Regions from separate parts of the Rattus norvegicus genome. Here region 2 is linked to region 1. Evidence: chromatin contacts called from public Hi-C data. All regions are on one chromosome and are shown on one strand. The core of a region is the stretch at or near the end of the contact, and the rest is flanking DNA. Distances in the headings are between cores, read along the strand shown. Region 1 holds the start of Xxylt1 (xyloside xylosyltransferase 1). Region 2 holds the start of Atp13a3 (ATPase 13A3).

Region 1 (6,927 bases), core at 1,933-4,432:
CAGGGCAGCTAAGAGATGCCAGGGGCAGGAGTGTGGTCAGCGTCACAGCACTTTCCTAACCCTGCAGGCAGGACAGAGCTGGAGCACATTCTAGGAAGACTGAAGGCACCGGTGAATGGCTTGTGGTATAGGGACCTTTACAAAGCCCAGCAAGAATCAAATGACAGCAAGTGAAGCAAGCCTTCTTTGGGGAGCAGGGGTACCTTTTACCACAGAAACAGCTTCACAAAATACAAATTTATAATCAAGGGGAGCAATGTGACCCCAAGATTGATAAGCCTTTAGCTGCCTGCTGCTAAAGGTTAGAGAAGTGGTTAGAGAAGTGGTTAGAGAAGTGGCTCTCAACCTTCCTGATGCTGTGACCCTTTAATAATAGTTCCTCATGTTGTGGTGACCTCCAACCATAACATTATTTTTGTTGCTACTTAACTGTAATTTTGCTACCGTTTGTAATGTAAGTATCTGTGTTTTCTGCTGGTCCTGGGTGACCCCTGTGTGAAAGAGTCAGTCAACTCCCAAAAGGGTCTCAACCCACAGGTTAACAACTGTTGAGTTAGAACCACTAGCTTACACCTCAACAGGAAAGGTGACAGTCTCTTCAGGTCATTTGCAGCTGCCACCAAGCTTTGTGTGAGGGCTTGTAGCTGTCAGAGATGGGCTCCACGGAGCAGGAAACACATACTCCAAGACAGCAGTCTGACCTTCAGGCCAACTACAGGGCAGGAACTGTGTAGAGGCAGGTGATATGGCAAAGCACCACAGCGGGAAATTATCAATGGGAAAAACACAGACTCTTCAGCCGTGGGTCCGTCCCCTGCACGCCTCCAAGGAGCTGACGGCATTGGAAGAGCAGCAGGATTTGGGATGGAGACAGTATCCAACACAGGGAATGACATGAGCTTAGTTAGGCACACAGGCTAGGCTACAGTGTGCATACCTGATGAAGGGCAGGAATCTGGAAATGCAGAGCAGGCCCCAGCTGCTCTCCCTGCTGCAGCAGAGCATGCTGGTCTTCAAGGTGACCTGGTGAAACCCAAGACCTGCCTAGACTGGCCCTATGTCTTCTCCCTGGAATAGTAAGGTTTCTCCAATGTTAGAATGCTGGGATCAAACAGGGACAGGCTGAGTTACCTCTGGAGACTGCAGATAAGCAAAGCAGGATAGGCTCTGGAACAAACCCCTGGTGAAAGACACTTCTAGATCCTACAGGGTGAAATTCCAGTCCAGGTACCCTTTCCTGACCATAGCGGTTGTCCTATCTTCAGTGCTATGAGGGGAGCAGGAATGGAAAGGTCCTTCAGGCTACGGTGGGTCAGGCTTGGAAGGTTCCCGAACATAAGGACGTACTCGATATAGTCTGGGAGCCAGGTGTGGTGGCGCACAAAGAGTGGAGCACTCAGGAGCGCTGGCACAAGTTCGAAGCCAGCCTGAGCTACACAATGAGTTCCCAGGTTAGTTTAGACTACAGAGTGAGATCCTTTTAAAATAATAATAATAGTCAATCCAATCAGGGCTATGCATACCTGTGATCCAACACTCGGAGACAAAGGCAGAAAAAGACTGGTCAAGGCCAGTGTGGTCTGGATAGCAAGCCCAAAAAACAAAAGAAACTGAGGGCATAGCCATGAGTCCAGGAAGGAGAGTCAAGGAAGAGCTCTACCAAGCAACAGGGACATCACTCTAGTCAACACAAAACTGCCTTGGACCCCTGAACACAGCATGGTCCCTGGCACCAAGCTAGGTACAGGGACAAGGAATTCTGCTCTTGATTCAATATCTTCCACCAACATCAGATTCCATCCTTAAAGACCATCGGCCCCTCTTTCCCAATAATCAGACTCTGAACCCCCTCCGGACAACCAATGCATCAAAATAGATAGGGCAAGCAAGTTGATGAGAGTAACAAGCTCGTAGGTCAAGAACCCAATCCTGGACAAACAGAGGCAGGTGATAAATCAGAGGCCAGAAGAGGTGGGAGCTGCTGGGAAGTCAGGCTGGTGGGTTCAAATCTGTATCCCTTGGAGCTTTTCCTCTGGAGGAGGAACTTGTGGCTTATCTAACTGGTTCACGTTCTTAAGGGCAAGAGGGAAAAGGACACAGAGAGGACATGAGATCCTCCCCCCCCCCCGCCCCCAGAATACTACTGAGGAATTCCAGTTTAACCCTGATACTTCTAGAGGCCTCCCCAAGATCCTGACTAGAAGACAGCTCAGAGTGATGACTATTGTGTGCCTTCAAAAGGGACAATTCCATTCTCAGAAGTCAAAGAATATGAGGAGTGTAGACTGTAAAGGCACTTCTTATGAATGAACTCTGGGAAACTAGCAAAATAGGGCGGGCTGATCTTTCAGGAAACGGTGCCGGATGAAGCGGGAGAGGGACTAGTTAACGCTGCCGATCCATCCCAGTTAGTCTGACTCTAGGACACGCCCCCAGACCAGATCTCCAGGACGCTGGACAAGCATGTGCAGGACAGGGTAGAGGATATTAGACAGGCTACAGGCACAGGAATCGAACACCGCTCACTGGAGCTACCAGTGACAGCTCAGAGAACAGACGTGGGCCATCCACCTCTCACCTTGCACTTGAAACCGGCGGCGGGCGGCAGGAGCTCCCGCAGCAGGGCCTTGGCCACCTCGCGGCTGGCCTCTTCGCTCACGAAGTGGAGGTTAAGCACCTCGTGCGGCTCGAACTTGGCGAGGCGCAGCAGGGAGCGCAGCGCCACTCGAGCCTTGGCCTGCAGCGCCGCGTTGTGCTCCGCCTTGGTGAACATCATGAGCAGGTGGTAGTCCACCGGGACCGCCAAGCCGCCCTCCAGGTTCTTGGCCTTGGCACCGGAGGCCGGCGCCGCGGAGCCCCGGGCCAGCTCGGGCACGGGCGGCGTGGGCGCGGCGGCCCCGGCGCGGGCCTCCTTCAGCCTCTTGGTGGCGCTGGAGAAGGTCTCCCGGCCCGAGCCCAGGTAGTAGAAGGCGCACACTGCCAGCGCCGCGGCCAGCAGCAGTGCGCAGTAGTGCGAGCGCACCGCGCCCAGGCGCGCCATGGCCCGAGCGCACGCGGCCCCGCCTCGGAGGAGGTCCATGCGCCGGAGCCGGCGGCCCAGCAGCCGGGCCCACTCAAAGCAGCACTCCAGGGCCCGGAGCCCGGCAGCGGGCGGCGGCCATAGCGGGGGCGGGACCGCGCTGCCGGGAGCCAATCGTGACCGTGGACACCTAAAGGGCGGGGCCATCGCAGCCGCTAGGTCCTAGGTTCCGACGGGTTAGACGCCAGCTCTCCTTTGCAGATTTTGGCTGCCAGACTTGAGAGGCTGACACCAGACCCTAGACTGGGTCGGCCTGCTAGAGGGGGAATCTTGGTCTTGAAATAACAAACGCTTCAATATAAGACTTATGTAGATAAAGCTACCTTTTCTGTCTCCACATTTGTCTTCTCTCTCTCCTCCCTCTTCCTCTCCTTCTCCCTGACCTTCTCCCTCCCTCTCCACTAGTTAGGAAACTACCTAGAGTTGAAACATTTAAACCAGAAGGTCCTTCTTGTTTCACACATAGGTTTATTAACACCCCAAATGAAAATGGCTTTCCCCATCTCCCTTCACACCTCTGGGATAACCCGGAGAATATCCATGGCCAGCAGGGGGACTTTACTGTCCAAAACTGTAGTCCCTGCAGAGAGCTCCCAAGAAACACCAAAATTGTTTAATTGGCTTGCAAGACTTGAGGGAAAACATGAGATGTCCCAGAAAGTTTTGAAAAATCTTAACTGGGGCATACTGAAGTGACTTAACAAAGCACTAGCCTGCAGCCATTTAACCATCATCAGTCAACAATGCCAGGCAGACAAAAATTCATTAACTTCAGGTTTTTAAGACTTGGCGATATAACAAAAGTTCTGAAGGAAATTGGTCTGCATGCTTCAAAGCGGTGGAGGTAAGAATGCTCAAATGTTCCCGAGTATACAACGGGCTAGCCTTGCCCCCGAGGATGGCATTCACCTGCCCCAGCATCACGTGCTTCCAACTCTGTCCTTTTCCACGGGAACAACAAATCTGAAAAGCAGCCAACCTCTGAAACAGGCCCGGCGGGTTCAACACATACTACTCACCACCGGCAGGGGGACCCCAAGAGGGCAGAATGATCACAGTTGGTAAAGTCATCTGATCCTTACAATTCCATGATATGCAGATATTTGCAACAGGCCAAAGCATGTGATTTCCAAAGCACAACTCATATTCAGTGAGTAATTCAAGTTCTGAGTTGTATTTTCCATGGACACATGGGACAGGAAGTCCAGGCCAGCTCTACCGCTGCCAACTATTACACACCCAGTGGTTACGTGCTTACTCTGAGAACAATTATGCCCAGATGTAAAAGAAAGGCAACATCACCATCGCAGATAGGAAAGACAATAAGGTGCCTGACATTGAATAACTTAAATCCAGGAGACATTAAACTTACCAAAATAAGTGTAAATATCCAATAGCTATAAAAAAAAATTAGTAACCGCAACTTTTCTGAGGTGTTTATAAATACTACCCCAAATCTCTAAATAATTCTGCAACTTGTACCTTTTAGTCCCCACCCATAACATCGATCAAGTGATCTGTCTCTGTTTCTCTCTCTCTCTCTCTCATTATTCAACAATTTTTCAACTAATGACTTATTTTCAGACATTTAGCCCTTTAATTCATGCCAAAGAAATAAAGCAACTTAAACCAAGGTCAAGAAAATACTCAAATAATTCTCAAAATAATCTGCCTGATGCCTGATATAAAGAATAAACCTCGACCAAACCAGCATTTTTATTTCCAGAATTTAACCCTAAGTTGTAGCTTACCTTGCCTTATTCGCTGCCCGTGGGGAAATTTAATGTTGTGGCTTAAGTATACCACTACGGAAACTGCAGCGGTGGGTTCGTGGCAGCCCCTGAGTACTAAGCTGACCAGGAGCACCTACTGATCCCAAGCACAAGGATACCCAGGACATAGTGAAGAAAGAGAGGCCCTGCTCTTGTCTGGCATGTATTCTCACGGGGAAATCAGCAAGTGAAAACTCAGGTGCGGGTAGGTGACCTTTTCTCAGCTTAAAATCCACATACTTGGGTGTATCACAATATGGCTATGTAGACAAAATCCTGATGTGTACCATTTAGGAATAAGTTTAACTTTGGCCAAAGTATATCATTCCTGACCAGGTATCAGGTTTTTTTCCTGTGGCATGCTTTCCGTATCTACTTCAGACCATGGCTCATGACCTCTAAACTCCTTCCCATATAGTGTGGGGGCTTGAACCATCCCTAGTGATTCTATGACATCCGCCTATATACCACCTAGTCCGTGTTTCCTTGTTGAATAGACTCCAAGAGAACGGTGGATATTTTCTATTTTTTTTTTCATCAAAAATATTTCCAATACTGAACACAGCATCTGATCCACTGAGAAAGCTTCAGAATTCTTACCTATCAAACCAGCATTTCACGTCTAAGAATTTATCCTTGTCCTGAAGAAATAACAATATACCAAAATACTTAGCCCTAACAGATAAAAACGTGGGAGCCTGAGATCACAGCAACTTGGCAAGCTGAAGCAGCACCGTGCTCAGCTCAGAGCGAGCTGGCAGCTTAAGCTACCTATGGCCTGTGTGACTAAGGTCCTGGCTCCTGAAGCTCCATCTCTTGGAGCTCGACCTCTGAGAGCAAAAAGATTGCTATGAAGTAATCACCAGTGAGCTGCTTAAGCAAGCACAGTGCCATCCTTAAAGTGATGATATTCAGAGGCGGGCAGATCTCTGATTTCAAGGCCGGGCTGGTCTGTACAACAAGTTCCAGGCCTGCCAAGGCTAGCGTAAGACCATGTCTCAAAAACAAGAAGACCTGGCTGTTCAGCAACTGCACACAGACAATTGTTTAATGTAGAGAAAACCTATACATTTAAGAGACACATTAGCCAACTGCAGTGTGTGTACATTTGTGGACTGACTTGGGAAAACCGTATTTGAAACAAGTGAAAAAAAATCTGATAATTTTCAGCAGTTTAAGGTGCTGAATCATTACACGCGATCCTTTCAAAGATTCACACTAAATGATCTGGAATTTGGTCCCAAGGGCCTTGGCTTGGTGGGTATGGGGTCCAAGGAAAGAAAAATGTTGCCATGAGCCTGTGACTATGAAAATTACTTTGGTACATCTGAAAATTCTCACGTTTTACAACTATTCCCCCCATCTAAGGAAAAGAAGGTCACAGAGCAACAGTCTGCTATTTTCAGTGCATCCAGACCCAAGGCTCTAGAAGGCCTTCCATACCAAGGCAAGGCAAGCTTCCTACCGGGCATTGGTCAAAAAGAACTTAATCTGTAATCCACCCTCCCTAGAACAAGTCACTAAGTACATGTGGCTACTGAGCTCTCACAGTGTGGATTATGCCTAAAACCTGAACTCACCACTGCCTAGTGTTGATTTTGGACTTGTGCAGACTGGGCAAAAAGCTCAGACTGCCACAAGGCATAAAGAGGATCCACAGGTGGCATCAGAACCCAAGTCAACGTCTGGCACTTTGGCACATACTTATAAACCTGGAATGGCCACTAGGGAGGCAGAGGTAGGATCCTTCGGGCTCACTGGTCATCTGGCCGAACTGACAAGTGCCAAGCCATGGAGAGACCTTTCCTCAAATCAACAGTATAAACTGCCTGAGGAGCGATGCGGAAGGAAGCACACGCACATGTTCACCTGCATGTGAGCATACATGCACCCACAAACACATAAGCATGCACACACGTGCACGTGAAATAAACAAGCAACTCTGTAGCTAGTGGGTTTGATTTTAGACGGCACAGGTAAGTGACAGAATTACAGATGACTTTCTTGATACTCGAGTCTTGTTTTCTGGGTGAGGTTTCTGAGTGCTTGTTTGTTTGTTTGCAGCAGGCTCACGTT
Region 2 (6,932 bases), core at 381-2,880, 710 kb before region 1:
AGGAGGCTAAAGCAATATCTTTTTTTTTCTTCTTCTACAACAATCATTAACCAACTTACTATTGAAAAAAAAAACAAAAAACAAAAAAACAAACCTTCCAGAAACTGTACTTTTGAAGTTGTTGTTAAACCCTGATGGGATAGAAGTCCACACAATCAATTTTGGAAACTATAGCCTATTCAGCAAAGCAACAATCCTCCAAAAGAATGTACATGTATTCCAAGAAAACAAAACCGATGCCAGTTTTAGCAAAAAGGTTTGATTCTAATCAAAGGTGGAGCGCGTTTAATGATGTGCCGGCCCTTCCAGAATAAAATTACACTGGAGATAGAAAGACAGCTCAGCAGTAAAAAGTGCTTGCTGTTCTTAGTACCTAACCACAGCAGTCAGCTCACAGCCACCTGTAACTCCGGTTTCCAAAGGCCTGGCCTCCAAAGGCATCCACGTATTTCACATACATACTCGAACATATATGCAAGTAAAAAATAACAATAATAAACTTACATGTTAGCCTCAAAACTTCTAGAACTGTATTCCTCACGAAAGACCCCCCACCTTTCTTCAATTTAAACACTCCTGATGTCCTGCTCCATAGATTCAAAAGCGCCCTTAACATAATCTTATGTTACATTCAGTTCAGACTCATGTAAGTTTCTGGGTTTATGACTCCATACCCCATTCATTTTGTACTAACACAAACCACTAAATATAGCTCTAAAACATTAATGATTAGGAGCTAATTATATAAGTGATTCATACCTCTTATGTCCAGACACCAAGATCCCAGGATGATTCTGTCAGACCTAAGGGGAAAGTAAACAATGAACACCTGTCACAAAAGCTTTCCAAATTGGGAAGCCCCAAACAGTTACTGTCAATCGCCAAATACTATTCCTTCCCCAACTCCCAACTTCACACCCCACCAGGCCAACAGTCTGACTGACTGCGTGAGGCGCAAAGGGATCCGGGTTTTTCTAGTCCTCCTCACAGCCCTGCCTTTCTCTTCTTAATCTGGAGTGTTGACACCTCAAGTCCGTTTTCCTTTCTGGACCTCGGTTATCAGTGTAAAGTGTGCTGATAGCCAGGGTAATTGACTCCTCAGTGGCTTCAGACAGTCAGCACCGGCACACGCACCCATCTGGGACCCTCCCCACATTCTTGCTCTGGGCACGCATCACCTTCTGGACTTTGTAGACCAGCTGGCCTACCGGGCCGGCCGGCCCGCACGCAGCCGGTGCACGCCAGACCTCCACACGCACACGTGCTCCCAGACAGTACCGGGTCTCGCACCCTCTCCCTGTCACACACCCCTTCCCAGAGAAGTGATGTCCGATCCCGGTCGAGGAAGTAGCCGTAGATCCACCTGGTACCCGCCACCCGGGCGACGCCTCCAGCCTCTCCATCACCTTCCCCTCCGGCCCCACACCCCGCTCGCCCAGTCACTCACCAGCCGCGCCGCCCGGCCGACTTCTCCGCGGCCTCCCGGCCCGGGCAGCCAAAAGGCCGCAGGGGGCCGGGGGGCCGCTTTCGCCACCGCCGCCGCCTCTCCTCAGCCCAGCCCCATCGCCCTCGGCCGGAGCCGGCGGCCGCGGGTCGCTCGGGCTCGAGGGTCCGCCGCCGCGCGTCGCGGCTCCGGCTGTGGGAACAGAGACGCCGCGGCGGGGCCCGGGCCGCACCGGGCGCAGGGGCGCCCGCGCTCCGCTGTCGGCGCCTGCGGCAGCGGCAGCGGCGACGGCGTGCAGCCCGGCAGGGCGAGAACAAGGGAGCGCGGCGCGGAAGACCGGCAGGGGAGGGAGGCGGTCTGCGCTGCGAAGCGGCCACCCGCCGTCGGCGACGAAGCAGACCCCCTCCCCGCGGCCTCGGCGCCCGGTCACGCTGCGGGGAGGGCCGGCGGGCACACGGGGAGCGCCCCGCGAGCTCAGGACTCCCGCGCCGGATGTGAGGTCACGTGATTGCCTCATCCCAGAGCCCAGCGCGGAGGGGCCGTCAGGGGGCGGGGCAACCCTGTGGTTCCGCCCACCTCCCCGCTTACGGGCCCCCAGCCCGCCTAAGCAAGAACCGCTAGCGGGATGCTCTTTAGGACACGTTTTGCGGTAGGCGATCAACTGTGTGTTGCTTGCAACGCAAGAAGAGCATAGTCCAAAGTCCCATTTTCTAAACAAAGACACTGAGGCCCAGTGATAAGTGCAGGCTTGTCTAGAGTGGCAATCAGAAGGACGCCTGTGCTAGCAAGGTGGAGAGCGAAGTCCTAGCTCCTAGCTCCTCCGGACCCAGATTCTTTCCCTCCTTTATCCCCACCTACACCAAAAACAAAACACTTTAATTCCAATGGAACTCCTGGCCTAGCCCGCGGGAGTGGGACAGAGAACTGTCAGGTAGGTAAGAGAAAGCTTCCATAAGGGAGACAGCCCGGCCTTAGGGAGGAGTTTCTTCCGACAGCGCTGGAAGCAAATTAAATACTTCCCTCCACAAGAGATTTATCTTGGGGCACTGCCCCGCCCGGATATTCAAATCGCGGTTTTGGTTTTCACTGCCTTCCGCTCTTTTGAGCGCGGGAAGCTGAGCCTGCCACCTGCTGCTACCAGCTCCGCCATCTTTCCACTCTGAGTCGACTTCACCTGCATCCCAGACGCCTGGACATCACTCGTTATTGTTCTCCCGCCTTCCTTCAAACATAACTTTTAGCTACTTAACTGTCTTAGAGGAGGGAACAGCTTGCCCTCAACTTCTGTTCCCACACTTGGTCACCGTCCACCAGAGAGGCATGGAGCGTCCAACCTCTTGGTCCACAGTGGAGAATGGCACCGCATTTGGGTCAGTAATGTGCCCTAGATACATGGCCCTAATATACTTCATTGGGAACAATAAGGATGCTGCCCCTGCTTTCCAACCGCGGTGATTGGGGGCCTGGGTAGCAGCCATGGACTTCTTTCTACCAGGTGATGTGGACACCACAGTAAAGGAAGATGGACCACAGCTGTGTCTTCCCAACTCCTGCTCGCCATTGTGTTTCAGCTCTCAATGTGTTTCCTAGCTCACTTGTGCTGAAGTAAATGGTACAGAATTGAGGAAGCCTGGGCAGGGCTGAACAAATCCTGCACACACTACTTCCCAGCTCCCTTAGCAGCAGGTTATTTAACCTCTCAGATCTTAAACAAGCTCAAGCCTCTTCAGGTCCTATAAATAAAACTGTCAAGCCAACCATCCACTTAGAGAGCCCTCTTCAATTAGCCATCAAGTGATTCTGACCCTCTTAAACAGTGGTCTCTCCCTGACGGCCTCTACTTCCTCATTCCTCAACTCTTTCTTGGCAAACGGAATATACAAACACACACACACACACACACACACACACACACACACACACACACACACACACACACACACACACACACACTGCTCAATTGACAGTAACCCTTGGCCTTCGTGTCATCCACCATTGGGGCAGAGCTGTCTTCAGCGGTACCTCTCAGCATCTCTGTCCCATTTGACACTGTGGATGTGTCCTCACCTTCTGAAATTCCTTCCTCAGCCTGCAGAGGCTCTCCCAGTTGTCAAGTCACTGTAACTAAGACCTCTGCCTTCCTCAGTGGCATCCTTAAGTTGGCAGCAATTGTGAGGCATCCTAAGCCCACAGCTGGACCCACTCGGCTTCACTCACTCTGGGAGGATCATCTCCACCCTTGCTTTGAACTCCCACGTCAGCCAGATGTCTTTTACAAAACAGAGAATCAAATATCCAACTGCCTGTCATGCATCTCTATGGGGGGTCACAGAGAAACACCAACAGTGTATCCAAAACTGGAACTCTTCCCTGCCTTTATAACTGCCCCACCCAAAACTATTAGCACCACCATCACATAACCATCTGAATTAGGAAATTAGGAATAGATGAGTCACAGGTGATGAGTCACCAAACCCTATCTGTTTCACAGCAAATTCCTACCTCCATTCCTCTGGCACCCATCCCTTCTAAACTATGCTGCTTTGGCAGCCTCCAACAGCCTTCTTCGGGAGAACACATCCTCCACCCTGTCTCAAAGTCCTGTCTAAAATGCACACCTACTTAAAGCTCTATGGTCAATGCACTCAGGCTTTTTAAAAAAATTGTTATTAAATGTATTTGTGGGAGTGGGGGGCACATCTTGGCACAAGTGTGGATGTCAGAGGGCAATCTTTTGGAGTTGGTTCTCTGGTTGCATGCTGTGGATGGAACCCACAGGTGGTCAGGCTTGGTACCTGCCTGCCATTCTACAGGCCATTTAATGTATATGAGTACACTGTAGATGTCTTGTCTTCAGACACACCAGAAGAGGGCATCAGAGCCCATTACAGATGGTTGTGAGCCACCATGTGGTTGTTGGGAATTGAACTCAGGACCTCAGGAAGAGCAGTCAGTGCTCTTAACTGCTGAGCCATCTCTCCAGCCCAGTTGGGGTTTTAAAGACACTACAAGCCCACACTTGGTGATTCATGCCTGTACAAACAATCAGCACTTGGGAGGTAGAAGCATAGTGAGTTTAAGGCCAACTTTGACTGTATGAGACGCTGTCTCAAGACAACAAGCCAGAACAAACTTGAAAAGCCCAGACTTCAAGATGCAGCCAAAATTTTCAAACTAAGGCAACACGCATATATGAATGTTTTACCTGCATGTATGTCAGTGTCCCACATGCCTGCCTGATACCCTTTGGGGTCAGAAGAGGTTGTTAACTCCCAGAACTGGAGTTATAGACAGGTGTAAGTTACACTGTACGTGATGAGAATTGGACCTGGACACTCTGGAAGGCTGTCAGCTCTCTCCAGTCCGTTATTTACTTTTGAGATGATGCCCCTCTATGTTACCTTGACTGATTGAAACCCACTATGTACCCCAGAATGGCTTAAAATTTTGTGGCAATCCTCCAGTGGGTGATGAGACTGCAGGCTTGTTCCTCCTCACCCACCATCTCTCCCCCTTTCTATCACATTTTCTGTCAACTATTGTCATAGTTTGAATAGGCTTAGCCCAGGGAGTGGCACTATTAGGAGGTGTGGCCTTGTTCGAGTAAGTGTGTCATTGTGGGCATTGGGCTTAAGACCCTCATCCTAGCTGCCTGGAAGTCAGTCTTCCACTAGCAGCCTTCAGATGAAGATGTAGAACTCGCAGCTCCTCCTGCACCATGCCTGCCTGGATACTGCCATGCTCCCACCTTGATGATAATGGACTGAACCTCTGAACCTGTAAGCCAGCCCCAATTAAATGTTGTCTTTATAAAAGTTGCCTTGGTCATGGTGTCTGTTCACAGCAGTAAAACCCTAACTAAGACAATTATGTTCGATTATATAGTCTTGGGATTCTTCCTCTTCGTTAAACCTTTGTTCTCGTTCTCTCTCTCTCTCTCTCTCTCTCTCTCTCTCTCTCTCTCTCCCTCCCTCTCTCTCTCTCTCTCTCTCTCTCTCAGACACACACACACACACACACACACACTCATGTACACTCATGCACACTCACACACACACTGCCTGAAAGCCAAAGATAACCTCTAGTGTATGCAGTAACATATTCTTCCCAGGTAACCTTGTCTACCATGGCTGTAGCTATCATCTGCATGTACGTTAATAACTCTCAAACCCACAGCCCATCCTTTCTTGTAAGACTCAGGACCATACACACTTCCCTGCCTCCCTTTGTCATTGTTTTTTTTTTTTCTTTTTTTTTTGGAGCTGGGGACTGAACCCAGGGCCTTGCACTTGCTAGGCAAGCGTTCTACCACTGAGCTAAATCCCCAACCCCCCCCCCTTTGTCATTGTTGTTTAAGATTTATTTTTTAAATTATACGGTAGGAGTGAGGTGAGCATGTACATGTAAATGCCCATGCACGGAAAGCCAGAGGTACCAGACCTCCTTGAGATGAAGTACTTGTGAGTCGTCCGATATGAGTGGGTCCTTGGGAAGAGCAGCTAGTGCTCTCAACCACTGTTACCTCCCAGCCCTACTAGTTTCTTCTTTTGTTGTTGGTTGGTTGTGGAGTCCTGCATGGCCTTGGAAAGGACAATGTGATGGTTTCCCATCCCTGGAGCAGAACTAGCAGGACATGGGTCTCCCAGAATGCTACAGTTGCTGTGGGCATGGGACTTGTTTGTATAATTTATTTTGCTTCATGTTCTCCATGATAATTAAAAGCAGCATGTATCTGGGAGGCGAGGGTGTGTTTAATATTCTTTAGCCAAATAGTAAACACTTTGACCTTCAGGACAACCCTTAAGGCTGTGGGAAAGAACTCTGAAAACACAGAATATATAATTTTTCAACTGTACAAAAATATAATGATGCAATATGAATCGTATGAGTGGCTTCACAGACTTAGAAGAACAGAGACAACTGCATTAATGACCCAGCTTGTCAGAAAGATGTTAAGGAAGGAGATAAAGAGATTTAGTGGCAATTGCAGGGCAAGATCCCATCCAGCTAGCTTATTGTCTATAATTACAAAGTCAGGCAGATCTCTGAACTCATCAATGTTAAAACAAGTGTATTTGCCATCTTCTAAGAGTCTAGGGCCTGGGCTGGAGAGATGGCTCAGTGGTTAAGAGCCCTGACTGCCCTTCCAGAGGTCCTGAGTTCAAATCCCAGCAACCACATGGTGGCTCACAACCATCTGTAATGGGATCTGATGCCCACTTCTGGTGTGTCTGAAGACAGCCATAGTGTACTATGATAAATAAATAAATAAATAATAATAATAAAAAAAGTCTAGGGCCTAAGGTCATAAAATAAATGCTGGTTCGTGGGATAATCAAAAGAGAACCTGGAGTAATGATTGAATTGATATGTAAATAAAAGACTGGGGTTTGATATGCTAGAGCTGAGCTATTTACACAGCTGTCTGGAGAGGCATCTCAAGTAGAAGACAAAGCTGTCAGCTTTGTACCCACATTTGACTTCAAGT

The links. Hi-C and Micro-C count contacts between places; a contact is called where the count stands out from the background.
Region 2: a contact with region 1 is called in a Hi-C map of prefrontal cortex, with 4 times the contacts expected there. The contact joins the promoter of Atp13a3 here to the promoter of Xxylt1 in region 1. A contact is called at or near these places in 4 of 12 Hi-C or Micro-C datasets (frontal cortex, hepatocytes, mammary epithelial cells and 1 more).

What each region holds. Positions count from the first base shown.
Region 1 is chr11:83,159,687-83,166,613 of GRCr8, reverse strand. It overlaps Xxylt1 (xyloside xylosyltransferase 1), which reads right to left and starts at 3,182. Exons shown (of 4, transcript XM_344027.10): 1 at 2,579-3,182. The coding sequence starts at 3,079.
Region 2 is chr11:83,864,916-83,871,847 of GRCr8, reverse strand. Atp13a3 (ATPase 13A3) reads right to left here and starts at 1,630. Exons shown (of 33, transcript NM_001109369.2): 1 at 1,448-1,630; 2 at 760-803.